Regions from separate parts of the Mus musculus genome. Here region 2 is linked to region 1. Evidence: chromatin contacts called from public Hi-C data. All regions are on one chromosome and are shown on one strand. Each heading gives the region's core, a stretch centred on a gene start, on an enhancer-like site or on the middle of the called end of the contact. The rest is flanking DNA. Distances are from core to core; before and after follow the strand shown.

The links. Hi-C and Micro-C count contacts between places; a contact is called where the count stands out from the background.
Region 2: a Hi-C map of bone marrow-derived macrophages shows a contact between it and region 1, with 14 read pairs. The contact joins two enhancer-like sites. A contact is called at or near these places in 1 of 15 datasets of contacts at CTCF or cohesin (large pre-B cells), 3 of 484 Hi-C or Micro-C datasets (adipose-derived mesenchymal stem cells, bone marrow-derived macrophages and large pre-B cells) and 1 of 115 datasets of contacts at active chromatin or transcription factors (large pre-B cells).

What each region holds. Positions count from the first base shown.
Region 1 is chr14:17,412,927-17,415,822 of GRCm38.p6, forward strand. No RefSeq gene overlaps it. Among named protein-coding and RNA genes, the nearest start is that of Gm32121, 6.6 kb to the left of the region's middle. Within about 2 kb of position 1,470, at least 53 of the 459 cell types and tissues checked have an H3K27ac peak or open chromatin away from gene starts, as enhancers often do. A contact at or near this core is called in bone marrow-derived macrophages, where this site is marked.
Region 2 is chr14:17,878,254-17,881,149 of GRCm38.p6, forward strand. All of the region lies in intron 2 of Thrb (thyroid hormone receptor beta), which reads left to right. Among named protein-coding and RNA genes, the nearest start is that of Thrb, 220 kb to the left of the region's middle. Within about 2 kb of position 1,413, at least 42 of the 459 cell types and tissues checked have an H3K27ac peak or open chromatin away from gene starts, as enhancers often do. A contact at or near this core is called in bone marrow-derived macrophages, where this site is marked.

The DNA of each region.
Region 1 (2,896 bases), core at 220-2,719:
CTTTCTAGTAATCAGGAAACAGGGAATATGCGTGCAAGCATCTAATTAGAAAGCTGCTGTGGCCTTTAACATAACTGGCTGGTTCTGGGAGTCATATCATAAACTTAACTTCTGCTCCCCTCTGCTTTGGTGGTCATTATTCAAGGGGTGGGCTTGTAACCTGGAGTGCAGGTTTGTTGGGGGCCAAGAGACACTGGTCTTGTTGGTGGTGTAACCTAGAAAATCTGCTTTTGTTGAGGATTAGCTTAGATACTGGAGCTAGGCTCAGCTTTTGTTGGTGGCAATTTGGAAACTAATGCTAGATACCAACCTGTTAGTCTACCTGAGTTCAAAGTTAGGTCAGGTTCTCTAAAGTGGAGTCTGAATTTAAAAGCTTTGGCATCTCAAGGAACTTTATACCAGACCCCTTCCCTCCTGGAAACAAATGGTCATAAAGAACATAGGCACCCCTCCCCTCTGGAAGGGAGGGGCTAATTACATTCCTCAGACCACAGGGAGGAGGGACTGACCACCGGCCACCTGCGGGTAGGGGTAGACACATTCCAAGACCTTTGGCCACCTACCTCATTCCCTATAGACCAATCAGTTTAAAAGTCACACTGCTCTGCCAATCACATTGTGCCTAATGGCTGCTTCCTGGAGAACTGTATAAAGGTTGCTTGTGGTTGTCCTCTCTCTCCATGTTCGACCCCAACATGTTGGAACAACAAATTCTTCTTGCTTTTTGCATTGATTCCTGGCTCTGTGTTGTTCACTCAGGGAGTCCCCAGTAAGCTAAGGCTTGCCAGGGTCTTAAATTGTTACTGTAGTGTTTTGTACGCACTGCTGTACCTTGGCTAGCACACCTTGTCTGTCCATCTTTCCGGGCAGTGAGGATAATCCCAGTGCTCTGCCAGGTTTCCTGAAGTTCTTTTGTGCTCTCATTCAGCATCTCTGGGATTTACTTCTGACTTGCTCATGAGCTACTTCCAGAGAACTGCTCTTGGCCAAGAGGGGCTTCCTGCAGATGTTTAGCACTGGATGCATGTGGAAGTTCATCCCTCAGGGAGAGCTCATGAGCCATGGACAACCCAAATAGGAGCACCTAGTGCCTTCTGGGCAGCTGGTCACATTCCAGTCTCAAGACCTCCTATCTGGACCAGGCTGGACTGGGCCATGGTGGCAGCCTAGACCCTTGTTCCCCCTTCCCTGAATGTCTTCTGTAGAAGATACTCTGTATACTTCCATATAGATGATACTTCCATATAGATGATACTTCCATATAGATGATACTTCCATATAGATGATACTTCCGTATAGATGATACTTCCGTATAGATGATACTTCCGTATAGATGATACTTCCATATAGATGATACTTCCGTATAGATGATACTTCTGTATAGATGAGCAGACACTTATTCTCACCCCATAGCTGGCTTCTGCAGTGATCTAAGAGAGACCAAACTTTTCACACCGTGAGAAAAACAATTGCAAAATGCTCATCTGTTTGCAACATGTCATGACTCAGCACTTCCTGGACTTCAGTGCTTATGCGGCTCTGTAACTTCGTCACATGACCACTTGTTCTCAGTTCTCATACCTTAGACCCACTGAACTTTCCTAAGTGTTTTGATCTCTCGTTTACTCTTTGACAAAATCTCTTTTTGTCTGAGGCAATCTTACCCTCCATAGCCCATTACATTGGATCTCTCCTACACTGCTGCTATCCCAGCCCCTGCAGGCTCTCATCATGTCTTAGCACTATTCCTTCCTCTTTGTTACTTGCACAGTAGTAAATGAGCTCTAGCATGTGAGCTCTTCCTGGTGACAGGGCTTGCCTCAGTTCCTTGTGTAATGCATGGTAGAGAGTTGGGGCTTTATCAGAGTTTGCTGATTGTCCAGACTGAGGACAGCTTCACAGGTCCATGAAGAACCAATTTACACAGAATACCCCTAAGGCCACACTCTATAAGTGTTCCCTTACAGAGCCTTCAGGAAGACCCACTGTGTGAGCATGTGTAGTAAACCTAAACAAAATGCACTGCCTTTTCTTCCAAAGATTTAAATAAGTAAAACTTCACTCGGACAATAATTGTAAAGAAGCCACTTGGCAGGAACTCAAATTCCTCTGATGTTGAATAAAAATATATGCTGAAGTTTACTGTCTCCCTGTAAACTGTATTACCCAGTAGCATAAGAATGTGAAGTCATATTCCTCTACTCAATGTGACACAGGAGACTTCCTAGCTTTAGGAATAAAAACCCTCTGTAGGGGTGTTTGTTTGCTCCCTTCTGCTATTCTGAGAGCTATTTACCTTGCTGGAATACTTTGAATTGCATAGTTGTTTTACTAAGATCCTATATCCGTTTCTTACAATGTTACTGTGAATTTTATAAGAAGTTTAGCACCTCTGCTGCAACCATCTCTCTTCTAAAATAGCTTTCTTCCTTTTCTCATAATTAAGTAGAACAAATAAAATGTGTTACATATTTAGGTTTAAATTATCTCTATATGTCTACCCAGGCAATCATCTCTGGCCCAGACAGCACTCTTTGTGACCTGAGTTCTTCTGATTGAGGCCCAGTAGTGATAGGACAAGGGAAAGATCTTCCAACAGTATCATCAGGAGGAAAAGCGAAAGGGACAAGCTAACATAAGTCTATGTAAAATATTTTAAAATAATTTTTTATGCAATACCAAGTCTTTTGTATTCATTCCTTCTCTGCAATACTAAATTCATAATTTATGTGTATGTGTGTGTGTGTAAGAGTGCACGCTCTTACACACTTTGATAGCTAATAAAATTAGCATAATCTGGGGAGTGCCTTATTGAGGCTATTGGCCATAACCTTTGTGACACTTACAGAGAATGAAAGAGCTATTGTGGCAGTTAGGGAGGTCTTGGGGAAGAGCC
Region 2 (2,896 bases), core at 163-2,662, 470 kb after region 1:
TGCATTAGCAAGATCTCTTTTGCCCAGAAACAAGTATTTTAAAGTACATCTTCTCATACTACCACCAATGGAAGGAATTCTAGAATTTTCCTTTTGATAGATAACAAAATTGAGATTTAATACTTGGTTCAATGTCAAGATGTAGAGAAAGGATGGAGCCTGGATTTGAGCCCTCCAGTATTGCTCTCTAAGCTCAGACTGTCACCACATCGTGAGTGCATAGTCAACAGTGAGTTTACAAGTGAATGAGTAGATGCCTTAAAGGTGAAAGCTTCAGATGAGTTGTGAGAATGTTAATTCAGTGTCAGCTATATACTAAATGGTAACCCAATAGGAAGGGATTAGAAACTGTGCTATACAATGCTGCTTAGTGAGTCATATAGTCAGCTACAATACCACAGTAACTTCCCTCTGAATGCTGTCTACAGAAGCAAAGGAAAGGGAACTCAGAAACAACTCTGAGGACTCCTGTGTTTGTCTGTCCCCGCTTCTTATACTGTAAAGGTCTATAGGTTCATTCCTTTTCAGTCCCTGGACATTTAAACAGTGTGTGTGTGGGGGGGGGGGGGGTACTACGAGAGACAACTTCAGGAGCAAATGAAGCTTACCATTGTGTGTGACATTCATTGTGTGTTCTAATCACCTGGAGAGAGTATTTTCCACACTTGAGTGTCTAGAAGACTAGACTAGACTACTGAATCAGAACCATAGATAAAGCTAGGGGCTTTTCATGTCCTATCTTTAAAGTCACTAGGGCTTCCGCTTTGAAACAAGGGTCAACAGCTGCTCCTATCAGTTCATAAATGTCAATCAGGTGGCAGACAAGAAACCAGAAGTCTCTCAGGTCACTCTCAAAAGCCAGAACAAAACACACATTGCCATCACACTAGAGCATATATAAACCACACAAGAACTAGATGTGTAGCCACAAGCAGCCAATGGAGCAGGGTGGTGGCAGTAAACTGTGGCTCTCTGAACCATTACTTAGATATATGTCCTCCTCACCTTTGGCTCCCCCACATCACAGAATATTCTAGCAAAGAGACAGCAGAGGCATCAGAGGTATTGGTTTCACCTTCATATGCTAGATTGAGAAGTTCAGACCAGATTGCTTGGCCAGGATTACAATTTCCAAAATTTATAATAACTATTTATGCTTGGAACAAACTATCAGAACACTTTTTAAATTTTTCAAGTTTTAACTTTTAGTTATCCAAAGCTGTAAAATTTTTTATCATGAAGAAAATATGACATGTCGGTTCTTTTCAAACTGTAGGCTGTTACACATTGCTTTCAGTCTTCCTTTTCAAACCAATATTTACATTCATACTGAAACGCAAACAACAGAGTCCATGTTTCAGCAATGCTTAGAAGAGGAAGTTCCGGCCACAGAGCAGGCAGTTTGCTAGGGGAAGCAGAAGATAGAGCAGGGAGACTCTGTGGTCAGGGATGAGAGCATGCAACTAGGCTCCAAAGCTTAAGTTATGTGAAAGGCATCGAGATAGAGTTCAGAGAGCCAAATATACAGCGGCTACTAAATTCAGATGAGAGAATGTTAGCTTTTAAGACTTCTTCAGACCTCAGAGGAGTTCCATGCCTAGCCTGCTGGAAAGGGTACGCCCTTCTGGTCAAATTTCAAACTGCAAACAGTAGCAGAGATAGTGAGCCAGTGTGGTGTGTTGGCCCTTTTTATAATGAAAATAAATGGATTTGAAGAAAAAAATGGGCATGTGCCTCTCCTGGTAGGGTGGCTATTGCTCCATGAAGCTTTAGGGTTGCTGCTGTGCCTGTGTCCCAAAGCAAAATCTATCTTACTATAGATGGAATCCAGTAGCTTTACTAGATGCTACTGGGGAAAGAAGGAAGGAAAGGAGGGAGAAAGGGGGGAGGGAGGGAGGGAGGGAGGGAGGGAGGGAGGGAGGGAGGGAGGGAGGGAGGGAGGGAGGGAGGGACAAAGGCAGCCAACCTTGAGTCCACAAAAGGTAAAGTAACTTGTGCCCAGTTGCACTATTGCTATGGCAAAGCAAGTTCAAATAGAGACAGGTTGGTTTTTTTTGTGGGGGGGGGGTTGTTGGGGTTTTTTTTGGTCATTTATTTCATTTATATTTCCAATGCTATCCCAAAAGTCCCACACACACTCCCCCACTCACTCCCCTACCCACCAACTCCCACTTCTTGGCCCTGGCGTTCCCCTATACTGAGGCATATAAAGTTTGCACGACCAATGGACCTCTCTTTCCACTGATGGCCAACAAGGCCATCTTCTGATACATATGAAGCTAGAGACATGAGATCTGGGGTACTGGTTAGTTCATATTGTTGTTCCACCTATAGGGTTGCAGATCCCTTTAGCTCCTTGAGTACTTTCTCTAGCTCCTCCATTGGGGGCCCTGTGAGCCATCCAATAGCTGACTGTGAGCATCCACTTCTGTGTTTGCCAGGCCCCTGCATAGTCTCACAAAAGACAACCATATCTGGGTCCTTTCAGCAAAATCTTGCTAGTGTATACAATGGTGTCAGTGTTTGGAAGCTGATTATGGGATGGATCCCGGATATGGCAGTCTCTAGATGGTCCATCGTTTCATCTCAGCTCCAAACTTTGTCTCTGTAACTCCTTCCATGGCTGGTTTGTTCAAAATTCTAAGAAGGGGCAAAGTGGCCACACTTTGGTCTTCGTTCTTGAGTTTCATGCGTTTAGCAAATTGTATCTTATATCTTGGGTATTCTAAGTTTCTGGGCTAATATCCACTTATCAGTGAGTACATATTATGCGAGGTCTTTTGTGATTGGGTTACCTCACTCAGGATGATGCCCTTCAGGTCCATCCATTTGCGTAGGAATTTCATAAATTCATTCTTTTTAATAGCTGAGTAGTACTCCATTGTGTAAATGTACC